7 separate regions of the Mus musculus genome follow, and all the other regions are linked to region 7. Evidence: chromatin contacts called from public HiChIP or PLAC-seq and promoter capture Hi-C data. All regions are on one chromosome and are shown on one strand. Each heading gives the region's core, a stretch centred on a gene start, on an enhancer-like site or on the middle of the called end of the contact. The rest is flanking DNA. Distances are from core to core; before and after follow the strand shown. Region 1 has its middle 19 kb from the start of Ppp3ca. Region 2 overlaps Ppp3ca (protein phosphatase 3, catalytic subunit, alpha isoform). Region 3 holds the start of Slc9b2 (solute carrier family 9, subfamily B (NHA2, cation proton antiporter 2), member 2). Region 4 has its middle 92 kb from the start of Ppp3ca. Region 5 holds the start of Bdh2 (3-hydroxybutyrate dehydrogenase, type 2). Region 6 overlaps Ppp3ca (protein phosphatase 3, catalytic subunit, alpha isoform). Region 7 holds the start of Slc39a8 (solute carrier family 39 (metal ion transporter), member 8).

What was found. Promoter capture Hi-C pulls out the DNA fragments that hold promoters and counts their contacts. HiChIP or PLAC-seq counts read pairs in DNA pulled down with a chosen protein or histone mark.
Region 1: a FOXA1 HiChIP or PLAC-seq map of pancreatic cancer cells shows a contact between it and region 7. The contact joins the enhancer-like site here to the promoter of Slc39a8 in region 7. A contact is called at or near these places in 8 of 39 promoter capture datasets (the 3T3-L1 cell line, the C10 cell line, the SN4741 cell line and 5 more), 2 of 484 Hi-C or Micro-C datasets (B cells and Th1 cells), 14 of 115 datasets of contacts at active chromatin or transcription factors (astrocytes, bone marrow-derived macrophages, embryonic hindbrain and 8 more) and 2 of 9 other capture datasets (liver and macrophages).
Region 2: a contact with region 7 is called in an H3K27ac HiChIP or PLAC-seq map of large pre-B cells, with 4 times the contacts expected there. The contact joins the enhancer-like site here to the promoter of Slc39a8 in region 7. A contact is called at or near these places in 5 of 39 promoter capture datasets (the 3T3-L1 cell line, cranial neural crest, embryonic stem cells and 2 more) and 2 of 115 datasets of contacts at active chromatin or transcription factors (large pre-B cells and stem cell-derived neural progenitor cells).
Region 3: an H3K27ac HiChIP or PLAC-seq map of thymic regulatory T cells shows a contact between it and region 7, with 9 times the contacts expected there. The contact joins the promoter of Slc9b2 here to the promoter of Slc39a8 in region 7. A contact is called at or near these places in 1 of 39 promoter capture datasets (pre-B cells), 2 of 15 datasets of contacts at CTCF or cohesin (the NIH/3T3 cell line and large pre-B cells), 1 of 484 Hi-C or Micro-C datasets (myocytes), 10 of 115 datasets of contacts at active chromatin or transcription factors (bone marrow-derived macrophages, embryonic hindbrain, embryonic limb bud and 5 more) and 2 of 9 other capture datasets (adipose tissue and macrophages).
Region 4: a FOXA1 HiChIP or PLAC-seq map of pancreatic cancer cells shows a contact between it and region 7. The contact joins the enhancer-like site here to the promoter of Slc39a8 in region 7. A contact is called at or near these places in 4 of 39 promoter capture datasets (the SN4741 cell line, hippocampal neurons, liver and 1 more) and 2 of 115 datasets of contacts at active chromatin or transcription factors (large pre-B cells and pancreatic cancer cells).
Region 5: a promoter capture Hi-C map of embryonic stem cells shows a contact between it and region 7, with 4 times the contacts expected there. The contact joins the promoter of Bdh2 here to the promoter of Slc39a8 in region 7. A contact is called at or near these places in 7 of 39 promoter capture datasets (the C10 cell line, cranial neural crest, embryonic stem cells and 3 more), 2 of 15 datasets of contacts at CTCF or cohesin (the NIH/3T3 cell line and large pre-B cells), 10 of 484 Hi-C or Micro-C datasets (CD4 T cells, LSK cells, Th1 cells and 6 more), 13 of 115 datasets of contacts at active chromatin or transcription factors (the 230-238 cell line, astrocytes, bone marrow-derived macrophages and 6 more) and 3 of 9 other capture datasets (adipose tissue, embryonic stem cells and liver).
Region 6: an H3K4me3 HiChIP or PLAC-seq map of bone marrow-derived macrophages shows a contact between it and region 7, with 4 times the contacts expected there. The contact joins the enhancer-like site here to the promoter of Slc39a8 in region 7. A contact is called at or near these places in 8 of 39 promoter capture datasets (the C10 cell line, the SN4741 cell line, embryonic stem cells and 5 more), 4 of 115 datasets of contacts at active chromatin or transcription factors (bone marrow-derived macrophages, extraembryonic endoderm stem cells, pancreatic cancer cells and 1 more) and 2 of 9 other capture datasets (liver and macrophages).

Annotation. Positions count from the first base shown.
Region 1 is chr3:136,649,692-136,653,011 of GRCm38.p6, reverse strand. No RefSeq gene overlaps it. Among named protein-coding and RNA genes, the nearest start is that of Ppp3ca, 19 kb to the left of the region's middle. Within about 2 kb of position 1,896, at least 26 of the 459 cell types and tissues checked have an H3K27ac peak or open chromatin away from gene starts, as enhancers often do. A contact at or near this core is called in the SN4741 cell line and pancreatic cancer cells, where this site is marked.
Region 2 is chr3:136,723,945-136,727,119 of GRCm38.p6, reverse strand. The region is part of intron 1 of Ppp3ca (protein phosphatase 3, catalytic subunit, alpha isoform); the gene reads right to left. Among named protein-coding and RNA genes, the nearest start is that of Ppp3ca, 55 kb to the right of the region's middle. Within about 2 kb of position 1,754, at least 151 of the 459 cell types and tissues checked have an H3K27ac peak or open chromatin away from gene starts, as enhancers often do. A contact at or near this core is called in liver, where this site is marked.
Region 3 is chr3:135,306,336-135,309,521 of GRCm38.p6, reverse strand. It overlaps Slc9b2 (solute carrier family 9, subfamily B (NHA2, cation proton antiporter 2), member 2), which reads right to left and starts at 1,822. Exons shown (of 13, transcript NM_178877.6): 1 at 1,741-1,822. The region is part of intron 1 of Gm46826 (a long non-coding RNA gene); the gene reads left to right.
Region 4 is chr3:136,576,509-136,579,707 of GRCm38.p6, reverse strand. No RefSeq gene overlaps it. Among named protein-coding and RNA genes, the nearest start is that of Ppp3ca, 92 kb to the left of the region's middle. Within about 2 kb of position 1,532, at least 16 of the 459 cell types and tissues checked have an H3K27ac peak or open chromatin away from gene starts, as enhancers often do. A contact at or near this core is called in the SN4741 cell line and pancreatic cancer cells, where this site is marked.
Region 5 is chr3:135,279,718-135,282,770 of GRCm38.p6, reverse strand. It overlaps Bdh2 (3-hydroxybutyrate dehydrogenase, type 2), which reads right to left and starts at 1,550. Exons shown (of 10, transcript NM_001172055.1): 1 at 1,403-1,550. Gm46826 (a long non-coding RNA gene) reads left to right here. Exons shown (of 3, transcript XR_001783991.2): 3 at 1-339.
Region 6 is chr3:136,699,568-136,702,615 of GRCm38.p6, reverse strand. All of the region lies in intron 1 of Ppp3ca (protein phosphatase 3, catalytic subunit, alpha isoform), which reads right to left. Among named protein-coding and RNA genes, the nearest start is that of Ppp3ca, 31 kb to the right of the region's middle. Within about 2 kb of position 1,750, at least 42 of the 459 cell types and tissues checked have an H3K27ac peak or open chromatin away from gene starts, as enhancers often do. A contact at or near this core is called in bone marrow-derived macrophages, where this site is marked.
Region 7 is chr3:135,824,090-135,826,958 of GRCm38.p6, reverse strand. Slc39a8 (solute carrier family 39 (metal ion transporter), member 8) reads right to left here and starts at 1,302. Exons shown (of 9, transcript NM_001135149.1): 1 at 1,159-1,302; 2 at 269-719. The coding sequence starts at 487.

The DNA.
Region 1 (3,320 bases), core at 647-3,146, 830 kb before region 7:
GTTGATGTGACTAAGCCTGACCATGTGCTTATTAAACCTTTGAAACTCATTTTCATTGAAAATTGTTTTTAAAAGATTTACTTTTTATATTTTATTAGTGTTTATGCACCTGTGTGTATATTCTACGTGTGTGTGGGTTTCGGTGGAAGCAATAAGAGGCTATCCACTCCCCTGGAGCTAGAGGTATAGGTAGTTGTGGGTCAACAAATATAGATTCTAAGGACTGAACTTGGGTCTTCTGCAAGAACAGCAATTATTCCTAACTGCCGATCCATCTCTCCATGCTCTATAGGCAGAATTTGGAAACTCTGGATAGAGAAAGCCCTAAAATGTTGTAAGCTTAATGGGTAATTCTAGTGAGTTCATAAGATCACACGGCCAGTAGTAATGTGGACAGTGGAAGCCAGGTTCAAGAGGAATTAGACATGAACTTGTAGTTTGGAATTGAACCTAAGACCTCTATGTTATACTCTGGCCAGTTATTTATCTGTGACCTGAGTATGTGAATGCAGTTGAATTTTAAAGTAAGAGACTAGTCACTTCAGCAGAGGAGGGTCCAGTGAGCACATCATTGAGGCAGGAACATGGTCTGAGAAGTAAGAGCAAAATGAAGAGTAGAAAGAATTTTATAAAAACAAGTAATGGGGCTGGGAAAGCATATAGTTCAAAGTTGTGGACCAGGAGGATAGATATGGTGGTGAAACAGATTAGAGGCAGTCAAAGAAATCAAGGGGCTGGCAAGATGGCTCAGCTGGTGAACGCTTGCTGTGATTCTTAATGGCCTGAGTTCAATTCCCAGATTCTACAAAAAGGTGGAAGGAAAGAGCTAAGTCCACAGATTTGGCTCTGGCCTCCATCATGAAACACACACACACACACACACACACACACACACACACACACACACACACACACACACACTGATGAAAGGTGTTTTGTTTTTAAGATAAGGAAATCAATTACTTTGTACTGAAACAAGAAAGAAACCTTGCAGACTCCTCAGAAATTGATCCAGACATCTAGCCTTCATAGAATAAAGGATATACCATTTTTTTAAACTCAATTGAATGACTTTTTTTTTTTTTTTTTTTTGGTCTGAGAAAAGAACTCTAGGGCATTCTGCATTCACAGAGCTGTTTAGGGAAGTGTTTCACCGGCTTCAGTCATGCAGATATTCGAAGTCGGCTGCCCCCCATGGTAGGGTGGCTGGCATCAGACTTTCATATTGTCCACATGATAATGAGTTCCTAGTTATGCAGAATGCTGAACTTAAGGGGGCAAGGAGGCTTCTCCTCTAGGAATGCTAAGGGGCCAGGCAGCACATCATAGTGTCAGGATTCCTGCAGGGGAGAGTGCACGAAGCTGTTAAGAGTAAATACTGGGCTGAAGGGGAGGATCAGCGGATCAGCGCTTAAGTGTGTGTATTATTCTTCCAGAGGATGTGAATCAACAGTCTCAGCAGCCACAACAGGAGGTTCACAACAGCCTGTAACTCCAGCTCCAGAGGATCTAACACCTCTGCTCTCATAATGCATCCTGCTCACACGTGTGGCATACTCTCATACACACACACACACAAAATAAAATGATAAATCTTATTAAAACAAGCAAACATACAACAGCAACAAAAACAGAAACAAGACTGAACCCTAAAGTGCAGTAGAGACTTTAGGATGTTAGAAATGCCAGCAACGTAGAGTACTGGTTAGTAAAGCTTCAGAGAAGGGGTGGACTGGGTCTGAACGAGAGGCTGCAAATGCAAAGGCCGTAGAGTCAGGCCAGCCAAGTCACCATATGTGTCTGATGTGAGATCTGTTTGTCCAGGATTTACTGTTGATGTTGCTGGGTTTGGTTTCAGTCCAGGCCTATTAGTCACTGCTATTAACCCATCCCTTCCTTTTGTTCTGTCAGCTAAATGGTGAATGTGTTTAATTTTTCCCTATTTGTAGAACTGCTCACAGCTACACTTTTGCCTTGGGTCATGAGCAAGTTTGGGTATGAATGTCTGACTAATATTAGAGCTCTTAAGATGAATGGAGACTCGTTTTGTATGGCAGAATAGCCATGAGAATCTGGAAGAGGAACTTTACGATTTGAATATGAAATGTTCCTCAGTTTGTCCACTTGTTCCATGCTTGACTCTCAGTTTATGGTGGTATTTTGGGAGGTTTTAGAAACTTGGGAAGGTGGTGTCTACCTAGATGAAGTAGAACGCTTGGTCCACTTTGGGGGGGACTATGTTGTCTTGGTCTTTTCTCTGTCACACATTCTGCATTGTATCTGCAAAGAGGCAGACATTACCCCTAAATACACCCCTATCGCCATAGTGATTTGCAAAAGCTCATGGGACCAAGTGAACATGGAATGAACTCTAAAGCTGTGAGCCAAACTATTATTAATCCCTTCCATCCATCACTAATCCCTCTTCTTTTCCCAACACTTTTAGTGTAGTATAGTTTCTATGTAAAAATCAAAGTTCATTCTGGAGACCTATCATTCTCTTGTTGTTTTAAAACAAATGTACTTAGAATGAAACCACGCAGGATTCATCTGACTGACTAGTTCACAAGACTATTAGAAGAGCTGCTCATGAAAATATTGATATACAAGCTTAGGATTGAGAAAGTACAAATGCAAAGAATAAAACATAGTATAAAGTGGATAGTTACTTCACACTGTATTTACAGATCTTGGCTCCAATTCAGTCTCATTTAATTCCTGATGTCCACTTGTTCTCAAGGGGGAAAAGTTGCATATATTTGCTTGCCAATAGTGATCAGGTCTTTCTCCATATATACCTAGCTGTTGAAATAAAATTTGTGCATGAATTTACCTTTAATCTACAAACATGAGGAAATAATATAACATCCCATCTCTTAAGGCCCAAGCAGTATATCTCCATAATTAAATATATTATTTGTACTTGGTTGCTCTGAATCAACTCTTTTGACACAAAACATTGCTCAGTTTCAATTACAAATTGTATTAAAAGAAATTGGAAAAGGTTATTATGTTTTCAAGTACATTTTAATGAGATGGTGGTGTCAAGCGTGGTGTTCTCTGTCCTTAGACATACGGATAAATGCGGTCTGGCTTCTGACTGTGGGTCTAGGTATAGTTCCAAACTCTACCTGTGTTTCTCTGCATTAGTACTGTCCTACGTTTAACTCCAGATTCACAAGTGAAATAGACATGGTTTGAAGTATAGGCATGGGTGGGCATAAGTTATATACAAATGGCATATCATTTTATATAATACACATATTATATTCAGAATATTTGGAGTTCTTCATATCTATCCTCCAAGAGACAAATGTGAA
Region 2 (3,175 bases), core at 505-3,004, 900 kb before region 7:
AGGAGCTAGAAATCTCTGGGCAAGCTTAGCAAAGTAAACTTACAATCCTCATTACAGTCAGGTATGACAGACTACATTACATATTAGAAGAAAGTTGGTGAGTTCTTCTGACAAATGGAGATTCCCTATAGACACTTAAAAGAGCAGCCAAGTTACTTCCATATGCAAGAATTTACAATGGCCTAGGAAGAAGGAGGGTTGTGGTTTAAGGAGGAACTACAGTATTGCATTATTCATGAAAAGGTCTGCTAGAGCAGAAGCCTCTGGTGCAAGCTTTCACAAGGCTCAGAGGAATAGCGTAAATTGTGACTAAGGTGTGAAATCCTCTTCTGGCTCCTGTCAATAGCTGACTTTAGACAGAGCTACTCTTATCTCAATTGTAAACATCGCCTGGTTCCTGTCAGTCTTTATGTATGCATTTTTTGTTTTGTGTCAGAAAACTTCAATGTACCTTGGCTGATATGTCACCTCACTTCTTTGTTTTCTTCTATAATATAAATCTGATGCTCGCTTTGAGAAATTCAGACACAGCACTCTCTCTGGTGTACGTGTCTGTCATCCTGCCAACTCCTTGTCCCCCTGACTACCGAAATCCTGGTTCCCCATGAGTTGAAGGACCGACTGAGTCCAGTCATTGGCAATAAATCAGTCAGCAAGCAAGAAAAATAAAACTTGGAAATGAATGGTGCCTACCCATCATTGTAATGGGTGTTAGCAATGTTGCAGGTGGATGCACATAGGCAGCGCCACTTCAGCCCTGTCACTGTTGCTTCTCCAAAGCATCCGTGCTTTGAGGATGAATTAGACAGACATCCTTGCCACAAGCACCCTATCCTTCTACCCATCATTGCCATTGACAAAGCCCTACCATCCCCTTAAACAGCACCCGTGAAAAACTTACTCTGTCCAAACTTTTGGAGTTTTGATGGATCATCTAACATGGATCCTATAGCACACAATTTTCATATATACTGTACTCTATACTGGGAAGTATCCACAAATAGTCAACTTATGAAAACTAAGGTTTCCCAATGAAGCCTATTTTCCAATCTAAAATATGTTCTAAAAATATAACCATATAAACTATGTAATCAACAGATCTTACTTCACACTAGTCTCTGTCAGAACTACAGACTTGAGAGAAGAGCATTCCTGGAAGAGAAACAGAAACCAACCATTTCTCTCTCAGACAGGTTTCACATTTTAACATCAAAACACTAACCCAGTAGAACCCAAGATTAATAGATAAGACCCAGAATTCAAGTAAGGAAGATTAAAAGTCAAGAGACACAACAACTTTTAACAACAAGGAAAACCCATAATTAAATTCCATTCTGCAAACAGACAAAGGGGGAACAAAGTGGGGGTGGGGGGAACAAACCAGGAAGAAGTTCTAAGAGGGAAATGAGCTTCAGATAGCTTAGCTAGGGATCTGGGATGTGCGGTTTTGAAAGCAGAAGTGGCCACTGTGGAAATGAGGCAGCAGGAAAGAGAAAGAAAGGCAGGAAGCTGATGTACCTAACTAAGGGCACCTTCATTTCCAATCAGCACTCCTATGAGTGAAGAGATGCAAGGACTGCTAAATGGTTAATGTTGTCAATTGCACGTTATTTGGGGTCAGCAGGAGCCTGGCCAGGCAAAAGATAACTTGCAGAGTCATTTACCAGCTTCCACCGAGCAGGCTGATTGAAACCAGCTGAGCGGGTGACATCACCGCAAGCGGTTTACTATAAAAAGGGCTAGCTCCGTGAGGTCAGGAAGCAGAAAGAAGCCTGGTGAACAGAAGCCAAGCTGAAGAGGGAAAAGCCAAGGGAAGCTCAGAGGACGAGGAGCTCCTCCAAGCAGAGGCTGTGAGGAGCAATTCCCTCAGAGGCAGCTGTGGAAATAAAAGGTGCAGGGGAAAATTTTTTCATTTAAAGAGCTAGGACAGTCTTCCCTACCAGTACCATCACCAAAGAGAAAGGGAAGCTGAGGGGAGAAACTTAATTGGGCTCTTTCCAGCTCTCAGTGTCTGCAAGTGAACTGGAGTGTAAAACCATCACAGAACTAATACTCACGAAGTCTTTCTCTTGGTGTTTATTAAAGAAGCTCCACAAAAGACAAAGCCCCACCATAGTGGAACTGTAATAGTGCCAAGGATAGACAGAAGCCGCTGTCTTCTTGGAGCAGGTTTTGAGTGTATGGTGGCCAAAGGTAACTGAATCACCCAGATTTGTCACAAACTTTTAGCATTAGTGATTTATTCAAAACTAAAGGTTTAGAGGACCCCAATTTCAAAACGGTGGGTTTTTTTTTTCAAGTTTTTTGTTCACTCCACATGAACTAGAATTCGAAATAGAAAAAAAAATAAGTTGAGCATAATCTGAGGACATGAAAAGAGCATTTTCAAATCTAGAAAAATCAACGGTTTCGGGGGGGGCAATATTTGCTTTAAGTAAGACACCAGGTAAGTATTGAGTGTACTGCTGGTTCACATGCCCTTCTTCCGTGGAAGACGACAGCAGGGAAAGTGTAGACATTAGACCTGGTCAAAGACAAGAACAACAGGAGATCTAGCTCTCTGCAAGCTGATCTGGCAAAGAGAGGCTAGCTGCTACTAACATTTCAATCAACATAGCAAGTCCAAAAAGCCCATCACTGAAGACCATGAGTCAGGCTCAGAGCCTCATAGCTCTACCCTAGCTCCTCTGTATCCCACCCAAGACTGACAGCTTAGTTATATCTATGATTCCGTAAACTAAAAACTATGTTTAAACTGACTGAAAACAAGTGACAGTTTCTTTCTTGGGTGAAGGAAATTTCAAGTGTTCACAGTTGCAGAAGATGGCTGGCCACCACACAGGACAGTCCAGATATGGACATGAGCCAACCCTGTCAGGATAAATATGTGGTGCCTATTTTTTCTTCTATGTTTTTGTCCTTAATGGTCTTAAATCAGGAGACATGAAGATAACTTTCTGGATATCTTGTATGGTATTCCTGGGTACACCGACAGATTTAAGTAGTCGTACTTTAAAACTTCAAAATACATTGACATCACTTCTGGACTCTTCCTTGGGTCCCAACATCATGGATTTTAAAAGACTGAAAAGACCCTATCAAATATCTTAGCTCAACCTCCTACTCTTTTTTAGAACATGAAGATATTAAGAACTAGAAGCTTGTAAGCAGCTTG
Region 3 (3,186 bases), core at 573-3,072, 520 kb after region 7:
TCACACAGAAACTTTGCATGTAAGATCTAGGATCCAGGCCTCATGGGGTCACTATCACTAACACCTCTGGCTTACTCTCTGCTTCTTTCTTCTTCTTCTTCTTCTTCTTCTTCTTCTTCTTCTTCTTCTTCTTCTTCTTCTTCTTCTTCTTCTTCTTCTTCTTCTTCCTCTTCTTCTTCTCCTCCTCCTCCTCCTCCTCCTTCTCCCCTCCCTCTTCCCTTCTCCTCCACCTCCTCTTCCTCTCCTTCCTCCTCCTCCTCCTCTTCTTCTTCTTTAGACATGGTCTCACTATATAGCTCTGGCTGTTTTGGAACTCAGTCTGTAGGCCAGGTTGGCCTCAAACTCACAGAGATCCACCTGCTTCTGCCTCCCAAGTGATGGAATTAAAGTTGTGAGTCACTACATCTGGCTTATCCTTTCTCTCTCTCTTTCTTTCTTTCTTTCTTTCTTTCTTTCTTTCTTTCTTTCTTTCTTTCTTTCTTTCTTTCTTTTTTTAAATTCTGTCTTCACACACACCAGAAGAGGAAATCAGATCCCATTAGAGATGGTTGTGAGCTACCATGTGGTTGCTGGGAATTGAACTCAGGACTCTTAACTACTGAGCCATCTCTCCAGCTCTCCTTCTGGCTCATTCTTAATTCCTCTTGTGGGTACTCCAAAAGGGCTGAGAATATAGTTGATGGGGTTGTAACCCTAAAGACTTTTTATGCCAGAAAATATATAACATGCCCTAGTCAGTGGGTTGGTGAGTTTTTTGTCAACTTGACATAAACTAGAGTCATCTGGAAAGAGGAAATCTAAATTAATAATATGCCTCCATCAGATTGGCATGTAGACAAGTGTGACAAGACATTTTCTTGACTAATGTTTGTTGGGGGGTAGGGCCCAGACCACTGTGGGTCCCCATGGCGGTCCTGGAGCCTATAAAAAGGCAAACCGAGGTAGCCATAGAGAGCAAACCTGTAAGCAGCATCCCTCCATAGCTTCTATTTAGTTCCTGCCTTGAGTGTCTACCGCAAATTCCCTTCTTTGGACTGTGAGCCTGTGATATGAAATACATCTTTCTTCCCCATGTTGCTTGTGCTCCTGGTGTGTATCACAGTTACAGGGGGCTGTCACTTTGCCCACGTCCCCAGAGCAGCGTGCATGCTCAGGATCTAAAGTCTTGTTTAGGCATACTCTGATCCCAGAGCTGCGTTCTGAACTCCTGGAGGGTGGAAACGGTATGCAATCCACACGTGATTATCTCCTGTGCCTGCTTAGCTCAGAGAAGACATGCAGGTGTCTGCTGAACCTTCAAACCTATGAATCGGTAATCCAGCACCCACCCACGATGCAGCATCTGTATCTGCTAAGGGGCGGGGCCGTCTCAGAGGGAAAAGAGAGTAGACCTGCTCCAGGCAACTGCTCCACGGTCCACCTTACTTGCTGGGGGCTTAAAGCTCCCTGCCGTTAATGTTTTGGTGAAATCAATCTCACCGGAGTCTGAGCAAGTGTGTGACAAGAAGCTGATGCCTGGCAAGTAAGAGGGCTACAGCTCACGTGCTCTGAGCAGGCATCACATTGTCTAGGGTCTAGACTTGAAGATCCTCAGCACCCAGTCCAAAAACTGAGAGCTAAAACAAAAACAAGGAAAACCCCCGCTCGAACACACACACACACACACACACACACACACACACACACACACACATTCCCGTACCAGCTATGCGCATGGGTTGTTTGCTCGGTGCTACTCACCTCATTGCTGGCAGTCTGCGCAGGCCTCCTGGCTTCCGTTGAGTGGGAGTTGAGCCTAGGTTTACCAAGGCGTGCTAGGTTAGGGCGGTGCTGTGGCTGGGGGCCGGCGGAAAACAGGGAGGTCCAGTGGCGCGGGGCGGGGTAGGGAGGGGCGGGGCAGGGAGGGGCAGGGCGGGGCACACTCTCAGTTCAGGGCTCTGCTCATTCAGCCAGAGGGAGACCCTGGCCCACGCGCCCCAGCTTCCAGCAGCCTCTGGCCACCTCTCAAGGCTAAGAGCAGCAGGCTCTCTCACTGTTCCTGAATCTCCTAAATTCTGTAATCCGACGCAAATTCCAGGACTCTCAGTGTCTTCTCACAGGCAGGGTTCTTTCCTTCAGGTGACAAATGGCGGAGTGAAACCTTGGGCCAGTGTCTGTCACTGTGAGCCTCTTGCTATGTTGTTTTACTGTAACGCTCCCTCCCATCAGCCATTTAATTTTTTATTTCTGACTTCCAGTTTGGTGTCTTCCTCCCTCCCCCCCCCTCCCCGTTTAAATCGGAGTTGGAGTTTGTTAGGAGATTTTAACATAGATTTTAAATATTAGGGGTAAGGGGATGAAATTCTCCCAAGCAGAAAGATACATCCAAGTCCAAGTGGGGGTTTATGAGCATCTCAAAGGAGTTGCTCTCGTCCATTATCTGGTCTTACTCTTTGAGCAAGTGCTAAGTTCAGTCTTGGATTTCAAGCATGCAGGTGTATTAAGCACATTTCTATTCCAGACAGAAATCCTCCGAATGAACCTAGGCTCCATCCAGTACCCTTTCTCAGAGGAAATGAAATGATTCTTTTCCTAAAACGAACTCATTTTCTAAAACTTGCAAAAATTTCCATTCTCATTGGCTTCCTCTTCCTGCAGAACTAAGACATATTTTCCTCCCCCAACCCTTTGGTCATATGATGTTCATTTGATATGCCTTGATTTTATTGGCGTGAGTGGAAAACATTGAACTTTTGGGCTAGATTCACTCTGGTTTCATTGCTTGTAACCTCTGAGCTCTGACAGAAGTAACGGAACATCTCTCTGTTGCAGAGGTCACTGTGTTTAAACGAATTCATTTGTTTTTAACTATGTGTGTTCCTGCTCACAACACACATGATGCTCTACTCCTGAAGGGACTCTGGTCAGCTTGAGGTGGCAAGCATGGCTCAGGCATTTCCCTCTGCACTGCTAAAACCATTAGATTCCATTCCTAAAGCTAGCCACCTAGGCTCATTCCCTTAATTGGCCACTTCTTTCTCCTGAGGCTGACTACCAAGGTCCAACTATCAAAGGATTGAAGTCCAGCAATTGAAAGCCCCTTCGGTTCATCTAATTAACATGCCTGATTAAAATTAAACACTTCATCCTAACATGAGGTTTCCCCTTGTACCTTAAACTGCCATTTTCCTGTATGCCACATCTGTC
Region 4 (3,199 bases), core at 283-2,782, 750 kb before region 7:
CATGTTTTCGCATTTATAATTTAATATATTTTTAGTTTTACTAAAAATAGGTTTTAATATACTCTGATTATGGTTTCCCCTTCTCCAACTCTCTAAGATCTTCCCTACCTCCCCTCCCATCAGATTTCATAACTTCCCTGTCTCCCATTAGAAAATAAACAGGCATCTAAATAATATTAAAATAATATACATTAAAATAACAACAAAGTACCCCAAACTGGAATAAAACAAAACTAACAAACACATATTTGTACATAGATTAGATCCCATAAAAATCACCAACCTTGAAGCCATCATATTTATGCAAAGGACCTCCAAGGTGGGAAGGCCCTGACAAAATATGAGACAATGAAGCTCCACTGGCTTTCTTTTGCGTTGTGGGTCATCAGTTGCTGGGCATAGAGCCTACATTTAAGAGTAGCTTGAAATCCCAGTGAGACTCCACTGGAGAGAAGCAATTTTTCCCTCTCACCTTGACTCTTTTCTTTATTCTCCTGTATTCTACCGGGAAATTCTGATTAGTAATTTAGTTACTTAGCAACTAAGCAACTAGCTCCCAGCTCCTCTCTGGTTGACAATGGTGGCATTTTAACGTTTCAGTCACTCATGCTTCCTCCAGGAAATAAGCTAGGATCAGGAGAGAACTCAAGGCTGCCATCCCCAGCACTCCTTGGCAGTGTGTTCCGACATGATTCTTGGGAGTGCTGACATGAATATTTTATGTGCAACCATTTGTGAGACCCGAGATAGCAGAAGTTCTGTTTTGGTGTGTATCCCTCTCTCTGGACTCCGAACAAACCCTAAGGCTCCTTTACCGGTGGGATGTGATGGAGGAATGCTAGGGAAACCTCACTGGAAGGTTTGCTTCCTTCCTGTTCAGATGCCTGCCATTGGAAAATGTTCTCCAGGAAGCTGGCTGAACCATGGAAACAGATCAAGATACATGCAGGTGCTGTGGGTGAAAACTGCAGTAAGCCCCTGCCAAAGTGAATACCCACTGCCAGCCATCTAGGATGTTCTAGCTTAGTCCAGCATTAAGGGGGAAGAGAGCCTCATTAAGCAATAGAATGGTGAGAAAAAATGCGATGGTGCTTCAGGCCATTACGTTTAATGGTACTTGACTGCTACAAATAGATTACATGAAAGGAAAGATGTATTCAGCTTATGTGCTGAATATATTTTTGTCAATGTGACACAAACTTGCATTATCTGGGAAGAGGGGACCTTGGCTATGAAAATGCTTGCATCAAATTGGACTATAGGGAGGTGCATGTGTGTGTGTGTGTGTGTGTGTGTGTGTGGGAGGGCAAGTTTCTTAAGTAATGCTTGATGTGGGCAGGCACATTGTAGGTAGTGCCACCCTGGGCCGTCATCCAAGGAGGTAGAAGAAAAGGAGCTTAATGTGGCGAGCTGGAGGAGAAAGCCAGTAAGCAGCATTCCTTCATAGCCTTTGTTCCAGTTCCTGCCTCTGAGTTCCTGCCCTGACTCACCTCTATGACTAACCATGATCAGAACTTGTAAACATAACAAGCACTTCCCTTCCTAAGTGGCTTTGGGTTGGGTTTGTCGTAGAAACTAAAAGCAAAGGAAGATAGTGTGTAGAAAGAACTGACTGTCAAAATGAGGAGAGCCAACCAATGAGCCTTGTCAGCACAGACCTTGGTGTGAATGGGCTTATGTTGGATGAGGCTCAGCATCCCTTCCCTTTTGGGGGGTTACTAACTGACTGCTCTATCTCTCTCATCTCCTCTCACTATAACATCCATGTTAAAAGCTCACAGGTCAGACAAAGAAGCCTCCTGAATTCTGTTCTGTTTCCTGAGTCTGTACTGGGGCTGGTTGGCCAAAGCTCCCCCTAAGGATTTTCCTTATCTGGAATCTTCTTTAAGACACAGGAGTCCCTTAGGACACTGGCAAAGTGGCTATAGTAGACCTTGACCTAGATACTCATCATCTAGCATTTTTTGTGTCTCCCTGCCACACCTCAGCCTCTTTTGACTGGACCATACAGATAAATATAAAGGTCTCTGCTCATTTCCCCACTACCATAGAGCTTAGTGGAAGGTTGCAGTTAATCATGGTGTATTTATCTCTTCCCCTAACTTCTTGCTAAAAATCATAATCTTCACCAAAACAAACAGAACCCTCCTGTAGGACAGAACATTGAAGACTATGATCAACAGATTTCTTCTAGCTTCAATTAACTACGAGCCTGGCTGTGTTGTATCCTCTAACCTATGGCCATGCTATTAGTTCACCAACTAGTTCACTGAGCTGACTTTGTATCATCATCTACTTCCAATCTTCATATGGTGTGAGGCTTGGTTTCAGACACAGACTGAGCAACAGAATATTTGCAAGTCTGAGATTTGCACAGTGGTAGATGTATTTCTGTTAATGGTCCCAATTCCTTCAATGTTCTAACTGAACCTCCAGTAATTTCTTGACAGTTTCATGCTGTTCAGCTAGTGTTGTCATCTTACTTTATATAAAAAACTGGGTTTTAATGCTTTATTACTTTGCAAAGTCTGAATCTGGCTAAATTGGATATAAAGTATCCTCACAGTTTTTATAGCTTGATTTCTACTTAGTTCTGGGATTGCCACAATATTCTCTAGTACCCAAGATCTAAGGCTGCCTCTTCCTAATGTGCTCTCTGTGCCCATTTCACATCAGTGTAATTCATTCCTCCATCTAGATTTGGGGTTTATAGCATCACTTTGACAATAGTGCGAAAGAAATGATCCCTCTATACTGTGAAACCCTCACTTTTTCTAATCATCTCTTCTTGTCCTGGAGCAGTCTGTCTCTCAGTAGTTATGTAGAATCCATTCTATATTTGTTCACTGACAATTTGACATCTTTATTATATCAGTTGGTTATGAACAAAAGAAATTATGGGCAAAATGGAGCTTGTTTGGCTAAATTTCCCTGGTCTTTCAGCAAAACACTGAACGAATGCTGCGCCTGTCTCAGATGGGCAGAGGTTGTACTGGATGCTCATCTGATGCTAGGGCTCTGCTTCATGTTCTTGTTCTCCCTCTGGAATGTGCACTTGAAGAATGGATTTTAAGGACCAAATCAAAGGGTGCCAATCTTCCTGTGCTTTTCAACTAGTTTCAATGTTAGGGACACATTGGTGAGAAACCAAAGAAAAGTAAGTAGTCCCTGGTGTTCTTGCCACTTTCTTCTTCTCTTT
Region 5 (3,053 bases), core at 301-2,800, 540 kb after region 7:
CAAGAGAATGCTGCAGTCTCCCACCTCCAGCAGGACTGAGGTTCCATTGACCCGGAGGACACCTTTGTTCTTTGTTCCCACCCTGGAGCAGACCGTGATGGATGACGTACAGAACTCTTTCTCCCTAGCCTCCTTAGGGTCCCCAGCCCCACCCTACTGAAGGAAGCATTCAGGGTGCCCCCACCCCCAAATCCACTTCTGCCTTCTCCCTGCCTCGATCCATCTGAAGTCTCTCCCATCGTCACCTGGTTCCTTGTCATTTTCTCCCACAACAGTATCTCCCCTAATAAAAGCCATCCTGTTAGGTTCCTATTAGAGCCTTCCTCTGAGATCCAGCCCGACACAGTCACACGGTAAGAGGGGCTTCTGAAGCCAACTGATGACCCCCACTCTGTGATCCAATCATGCGCACATGCTGGGTAACAGGATCTGGCTTCATGGCGTCTCCCCAATTCTGATGCAGTACGCTTTGCTTTGCTTTTTACCAGTAGCACGCAGAGAGAAATTTCACTTAGAGTGTGGTAGGAGTTGAGAGAAAGCTAACTTGTGCTTTTAGGAAGGGATGAGCCGTCCCTGCCTCCCCCGACCCTGAGTACAGCATAAGAAACTCACAGTCCAGGGCCTTCACTAAGGGACCCTGGGTATTCGCCCACCAAAGCCCTGGTTCTCAACCGTCCTAATGCAGCGACACTTTAACGCAGTTCTTCATGTTGTGGTGACCCATATTTTTGTTGCTACTTCACAACTGTAATTTTGGTGCTGTTATGAACCATAATGTAAACACCTGACATTCAGAATATCTAATTAGATAGAACCTAGGCGTGGGGGTCGCGACCCACAGGTTGAGAATCAGTGAAGGCACCTGCTCAGTGCTCTCTTAAGCACCTCCATGACCCCCGAGACCACCCAGAAGCAACCAGGCACAAAATTTAGTTTCTGTTTACTTCTAAACCTTTCTCCAGCTGACCTCCAAGCAGTCTCAAGGCAACATGGGTTTTTTTGTTTTTTTGTTTTTGTTTTTTTTTTGGGGAGGGGGGGTAACAGGGTGGGGTTTAGAGTGGGAATACGTCCAGAAATTGTAAACTTAACCCACTCTTAACATAATGACTTTCCTACTTCTAAAGATTGTACTAAAACCCTAAATTTCTTTTTACTAGAAAAAGGCTCAGAGTATTTTCTGGAATTCCAAATATTTTCACGAGCCAGTTTACTTAGGACAGATACTGGAACAGTTGTCTTTCTTTGGCTATTTTCAAACTCTAATAAATACAAGAGGATTCCCAACTCCCACACTAACTGAAGATGCATCTTCAACTCGGCGATATGGAGAAGATGGCAACACAAGCTACAACTCTCAGTCCCCAAAAGTTTTGTCGAAAGTGATTAGAAAAAAATATCTTACTTTAGAAGAGTGAGTCCACACAGTCCTCCAGATTCCTTCAGGAGACAAACTTCAGATCTCTGCGCAGGAGAAGTCACATGCTGATTAATGCACGCTGGGAGGTGGAGTTCAGGTCCCCTCCGAGTCCTTTTGCTAATGCCTGTTAAGTAAGCTTTTAAGAAGTGTTTGCCACAGCCGTGCACTTTAGATGTGTCCATGCTGCCATCTAGTGATCAGAACGTGGAACTGTGAACGCCAAACAAAGGCCTGTCTTTTGTTTGTGCAAGTTACTTAGCAGGCCAGATCCAATGGCCAGGAAGGTGGAAGGCTGCTGGAAAACACACAAGGGACCCGAGGCACTAAATACTCTGGTCTTCCTAGCTCTTAACCCAGATTGCTTTGAGCGGGGAAAAGAAAACTTCCTTGGGGCTAAAGTCTTGTTTCTGACGTTAATCCCTCAGCTGCAGAATGCTGGCATCCTGAGTGCACTGGGCCTGAGCCGAGGAGCACACCCAGCTAGGATGGGAATCTTGAAATGAACAGAGCAAAATATCATGCAATCAAGTTGGTTGAAGACTACAGGAGCCACGAGGAAAGGGCTAGGTCTTGGCTGGGTCGGAGACTTGTGAGTTAACCTGGCTAGTGTCACAGTGATCATGGAGGTCATGTGTGAATGTCCTGCATAAATCCAGGGGCTCGACACATTTGGCACACTTTGCCATGGGCTCTGGCACTGCAAAGGCTACAAAACAAAGCTATCAGATTGCGAGCCTCCTTTGTCACCTGGGCTGGCCAGCCATGCAGGTCTGCTGGGGACGCAGGCTGTACTTTCTGAGGGCTTCCTTCTTGAAGAGAAAAGTGATGCCTCCCAGAAGGTTCTGGGTTCTGCTCCTCTTTCTGAGTGGCTCCTAAAGTGTGGGTTTCACAGTCAGTCAGTTGGATGCACGTGGGTTGGACGGAGCAGAGCAAGACAGAGAGCTGGTCCTTTAAGGCAGGCACAGGGTGGCTTCCTGTGCTGCTCAGTGTGTGGGTGCTTTCTGTTCCTCCCTCAAGCTCCTGCCTCAGGCCCTGGCTTCAGTCTCTAGCACGGTATAAAGCCCAGAGTGCTAGCACCGAGCACAAATAGATGTAAGAGCATCACAAAGTTTGCTTAGAACTTCACAGCCAGCCTGGACTACAGAAGACCCTTATTCAGAACAGCTGACCCCCTCAAAGGGGAAAAAAGAGCCCAGTTTAAAAATAAAAAGACATAAATCCTATGTCTCCCTGAAATAGCTGAGTAAGCAGGACCTGTAAACTGGCCAACCTACAGCGTTCTTATATGGAGGAGAAGGAAACAGCGGCTCTGCGTTCTTATATGGAGGAGAAGGAAACAGCGGCTCTGCCAGGGTGGTGAGGAGGGGACATGGTGTGCAGGTGAAGCCCAGCGTCTGCCACACACCTGCAGGATAAACGGCAGCTTATTACAGCAGACACTTCTGTGTGTGCTCCTTGCTCTAATAGACTTGTCTTTCCCTCAACTTGCCAGGGCTTTGAAAGGCGTTTGCTTTTAATGACTATGAGAGTGCTCCAGGATTAACTTCTGTCTCTGTCTCTGCCTCTCTCCCCCAAATAAGGGACCTATCTGTAGTCCCTGTACTTGGGAGGCTGAGGTAGGAGATTAACGAGGACA
Region 6 (3,048 bases), core at 501-3,000, 880 kb before region 7:
CAGATATTCTTGACAAGATAAAATTTAAATATCAGCAGATTATTTGAAATTCAACATCTTAAGATTTTAACAAATGGAACAGTGAAAACTATTATCTTAATTAGTCACAGCAATAAAATAAATACCTTATCACTTCATGAATTCCTATCTTCCTTATAGCCCACGTACAGGTATAATTCCAACAGAACATGTTATGTTTTTTTGTAACTTCTGAGACCACAGTGTCACATCCTCTGCTTTGTGCTTCTAGCATGTTCCCAACACAGACATAAGCTTTCTCTTCTGTGTCCCTGAGGAAGAGAAGCCAGTTTTGTTGAGTGTTCCTATGTGAAAGGACACTAAGTAGAATGTTATGGTCTCCCTTGGTCTTTATAAGGATGCTTATCTGCTTCAGAGCTTAACCTTAGCCATTTAAAGAAGTATTTAATCATTCTAGGAATGGAAGCCACCTGCAGTCACAGAGCCATTTATGAGGTGTCTGGTCCCCAGTTCACGCTACATGTCTCCATTCCAAGGCAACCGCAACCATGGAATGCCCCTGCTTCAGGACGTTTGTGCTGATGGTGAAACTTAGGTTCTGAGTACACTCCTACCTCATCCGAGCCAGCTAGGCCATGTGGACTTCCAGGGTTCCCTTTCCACTGCAGATGGGCTTGATAACACACAGAAAGTCTCCTTAGAGCTGTCTACACTCAATTCTACCAGGACCTGACTGAGACAGATGCAGATACTTAAAGCCAGCCATTGGACTGAACCCAGGGACCCCTATGGGAAGAATTGAAGAGAAGAATTGAAAGAGCTGAAGGGGATTGCCATCCCATAGGAAGAACAACAGTACCAACTAACCAGACCCGTCAGAGTTCCCAGGAACTAAACCACCAAACAAGGTCCATGACTCCCACTACATATGTAGCAGAGGACTGCTTTGTCTGGCCTCGGTGGGAGGGGATGCTTTTGGTCCTGTGGAGGCTTGATGCCCCAGAGAAGGGGATACTAGAGGGGTGAGGTGGGAGTGGAAACACCCTCTTAGAGGCAAAGGGGAGGAGGGAAGAGGGAGGGGGACGTGCTCACGGAGAGGGGGTCCGGAAGAGGAACAACACTTAAAATGTAAATAAATAAAATAATTAATAAAAAATGAAGGTCATCCTATGTTTAAAACATCTGAATGAGACTCAACTACTAATTTTAAAAAGAAACTACCTGACTTCAGGGCTATAGGAGACAAATGGTCATCATAGGATGATGGGTTAGACAAGAGTCGCGGCAGGAAATGAGAGATCTTAAGCCATCCCAGCCCTGCGGATGCACCACAGATGCCTGAACCTGGATACAGGAGATGCAGCATCTTTGGCATGGGAACCATGTGACCATAAGAGATCCAAGGAATACACAAGCATCACCCAAAATGGAGTCCAAAAATACACAGCTGGTTGCGGTCCTGAGAAGCCTTTGATGACAAAGTGTAGAAGGTACATCTGGCTCTCCTCCCAGCCCCATGCTCCCAGAAATAAGACTCAGACTCAAGATAGATTTACCAGTACCTTGGCCAGATAGCTAGGTTCTTCTCTGACTATATCACAACTTAAAATAACCCATTTATTCTAATCTACATCCTGCCACATGGCTGACTACCTGTGCTCAGGTACCATGCATTTGTCTCCTTACATCTTCAGGTGCCTGGCTCTATCCCAGAATTCTTTCTGCTCCTCCGTGTTCCACTTTCTATTTCCTGCTCTGTGGTGGTGGCCATCAACCCTCTCAGTCTCACGTGAGCGGACTACACAGCTTCCTCCGCAGAAGCCACTAAGTAAACACCTCTAGAAGAACGATCTATTATTAGCAAAATGCTAATCTGTTAGGAGCAAAATCAGAAGTCCTCCGCGTTGCCTGGGTGCGTTAAGACATTAGCAAACATCTTGTGAGTGGCTCTAATGAGAAAAGAGGGTCAGATAACACGATACCAACCCAGCTGACAAACGAGTGTGTGAGAATGAGGGCAGAGCCTGGTCCCAACCATTGTCTTCTGTGAACACTGCATCTGGGTGGGACACTAGGGTGAGGGTGCCAGAGAAACACTAGTTAGAGACCTGGATTCACTGGGAGAGAAAGCAGAACATATCTGTACTTTTAGATGTATTAAATGCCCAAGAATGCATCCTCGATTCTATATGCAAAACTGTGACGCAATCCAGAAAGTGAAGGTAATCAGACATTTGCCAGAGTCTGTGATCTTCAACACTAATTTTGGCAGAGATTAGCGTTGACATTTCAACACATGTTGATTTTCAAGAATAAGATCTTAAAGGGGATTTCTTATTTATCACATTTTAATTAAGTACATATTACCAGACAAGTTACCAAACAATTTAATTTTCACAATAATCCATGCTGTTGGCTGTCCTATAAAGTACAGTGGCGTTGCAACACCTCTCATCATGCATTATTGAAAATGACTTAATGACACACATCTAAAAATATATGTCAAAAGAGCAGAAGGGCACGGGAGAGAAGGCTTAGTTAGCACTGTGTTTGCCTTGAACCCAAAACTCCAGAACCCAAACAAGAAGGAGGGGTGTGACAGCATGTGACTATAGTCACAGCTCTGGGGGAGGGGGGTGGCAGAGACAGGTGGCAGAGACAGGTGGCAGAGACAGGTGGCAGAGACAGGTGGGCAGAGACAGGTGGCAGAGACAGGTGGGCAGAGACAGGTGGGCAGAGACAGGTGGGCAGAGACAGGTGGGCAGAGACAGGTGGCAGAGACAGGTGGGCAGAGACAGGTGGCAGAGACAGGTGGCAGAGACAGGTGGCAGAGACAGGTGGGCCTAGGGTTGCTGGGCAGACTTGTCTGCTTCTTGGTTTCTGGCCAGTAAGAGCCCCTCACTTAGAGAGAGAGAGAGAGAGAGAGAGAGAGAGAGAGAGAGAGAGAGAGAGAGAGAGTGTGTGTGTGTGAAACCTGAAGCATGACACCTTAGGGTATCCTCTGACCTGCACAGGCAGCCACAGACTCCAGAGAATATAAACACTTTCACTTGATTTTTCTCTTTCTTT
Region 7 (2,869 bases), core at 53-2,552:
TCTAAAGTTCATATCTTGGGTGAGTTTCCGCCCTCAACTACTTCGTAGACCTATCCGTTTTTCTATAGATCAACAAGTCCTCTGGTAGCTCAACTTCTCATTTTGGCTTGCCAGATCTCTAACTCAAGTCCCTTAATGCCCGGTGAACCAACCGGTGAGGATCAAATGACCGCTTCAAACTTGAAAAACTTCACGAAATCCTTTCTCTGGTGCTACTGCTCTGGGGATGGGAATCTGAGAAAACTGCAGAGAACGGGGCCACCCTTACCTGGTTGAAGTGCAGCTGGCCCAGGTCCAGCGCTCCCTGCTGGGATGCAGCCCCCAGACGCTCCAGCAGGCGCCCCAGCTGCGCGGCCGACAGGCTCCGGTTGGCGCCGAACACGCTCAGCACATCCTCACTGAAGGCGAGCTCCGGTCCCTCCGAGGGGTGTCCCAGGCTGGTGGCCGCCAGCAGCAGCAGCCCGGCCACTGCCCGGCCCGGAGCCATCGTGGAGCGCGCAGCTCCGGAGCTAGCTGATGCAGGGACCCGCGCCGGTGCCCCGGTGTCAGTGCCGTTAGGGTGGGGGTGGGAGGGTGCGCCGGTCCCGCGTCACTGCCTGGCCCAGTTAGCGAGACACTCCGTGCCCCCGCTCTGCAGTCTCAGACCTTCGGGGCATTGAAGAGGTAGAACAGCCAGAAGGGCGATAGGCAGTGTGGCCTCTCGGAGCCTCCTGCGGAGCCTGAGATAAAAGGAACAAAGGGGGACAGAGATAAAGGGCACTGGGTCAGCAGTCTGCGGGCCCCAGAGCTCTGAGTGGCCAGAGTCTCGAACTCCGAGCCGGGCGTGGGGCCAGCTGCCCGGAGCCTGGTTTGCTGAAGCCCCAGGATTTGCTTACAGTGTGGTGACTCTCGCTTGTCCCGGATATAAAGCCCCAACCGCGCCACACTTCGGGGAACTAAATCCTCTGACTGTGCAACCCCAACTCCTCTTCCTGTCTTGAGGCTTTTTTTTCCCGCCGCAGAAACGTGGAAGGGTCGGGACTGAAGCTCCCACCCCCCAAAAATCTGCAGAGAAACACTCCCTCGGGGTCCCCAGGTTCCCGCGTCTACGCTGGACCCTCTCTGCACAACTGGCTGTGAGCTTGGCAAGTTGAAACGGAGAAGTTGCTAGCCTCTCACCTCTACTGTCTATGTCAGCCCCTGAGGTTCAAATATATTCAAAATACTTCTCTCTCTCTCTCTCTCTCTCTCTCTCTCTCTCTCTCTCTCTCTCTCTCTCTCTCTCTCTGTCTGTCTTTCTCTCTCCTTTCTCTAAGAAACTCTGAGATCAGGCCCTGCACCCTTTAGAGATAAGAAGGGGAGGGAGAGTGTTGTCCCCGCCCCTGAAGCACGTGGTGTCACACTCCCCCAGGCTGATCTCCCAAGTGCGTCCACGCCGGGGCGCTTACCTCTCTGTCTGCCATCCCAGCCGCTGTGGTGCCTACTCCCTGGAGCCCACCTCCACGGTGGGATCCCTAGCCCCCTTCCTGGTGTCCCGGCCCACTTTTTTGGTGACCTCCATGAAATCAGCTTCCTGCAACGGTGTCTAGAGCCCCTTGCATTGTCTCAAAAATGAACAGGAATTGGTTTTTTGCCTCACTTCTTAAAAATCAGAGGAGAAAGAGGAAACCAAATCAGTCGCAAGTTGGTGGGCTAGCTGAGCCAGCAGGGGCCTCGCGGGCCCTTCCTGACGCCGCTCGGGATATCCGCAGATCACAAGGAATGTTTATTTGCTCAGACGAAGGTTCAAGAAAAGCTGAGTTGGGTGTCAGGTCAACAAGTTTGTGTAAAGTGAATGTGGTGTTTGGGGACAAAGGTTGTGTCCGGTGGATGAAACGATCTAGAAATAAAGAAATAAAGTGAAACCCGCTCGGCTGTCAGAAAAAGAATTCAAAGTGCTGTTCATGCCTTTCAGGATGGGTGTGTGTGTGTGTTTTACCCTCCTAAAAACAGCAAGTTTAAAAACAGGCAGACAGCTAACAGAAAAACAAGGTAGAAGGAAAAAGAAACTATTACTCATAAGAAATTTGGCGCTCTCCCTCTCTCTTTCTCTCTCTCTCTCTCTCTCTCTCTCTCTCTCTCTCTCTCTCTCTCTCTCTCTCTCCCCCCCCCCGTGTGTGTGTGTGTGTGTGTGTGTGTGTGTGTGTGTGTGTGTGTGTGTGGCAGGAGGGGGGGCGGGGGCGGGGGTGCTGGATTCTAGGAAGATGGGGGCCTAGGCAAGAACAACAGAAGGACTTTCCTGTGATAGAGGTGGGGATATGTTCCGTCTCACACCAGAGGCATTAGGCAGCTGTACAGGGCAGCTGCCAGGAGGAAGTTTTCTGCATAAGTGTGCCAAGCCTTAATGTGGAGAATAATTTCTTCATGACTGGAAGCAATTCAGATCAACAGATCCCAGGTGAGAAGCACTCACCTGTACATGACAAAAAGCCCTGCCTTGAAAGGCAGTGAACTAAATGATCCTGAGGCTGGACTCTTTCCAATTAAAAAAAAAAAAAAATCTGTCCGATGTTGGTATTAATTTACAGAACGGTACTGATGCTCAAAGGGCAAACCTCTCACAAAAGGGCCAAATGTAAGTTGATAGCACAAAGGAGCTCTTGCATCTACCCAGCTGATAAGTTTCTGATTAAAAAAAAAAAGTCTCTTCAACTTTTTAGTGGAGTTTTAAGTGTAGTATATTGTCTATTTCTCCCTTTTTGCTTTAGTGACAAACGAGCAAGTGGCTTCTGAGCACGAGTGGATCCTTTAAAAGGCTGGACTCCTTATCTGGCATTAAAGCCCTGGGAGGCCTTTGGTCCTGTGGAGGCCTGATGCCCCTGTGTAGGGGGATGCTAGGGAGGTGAGACAG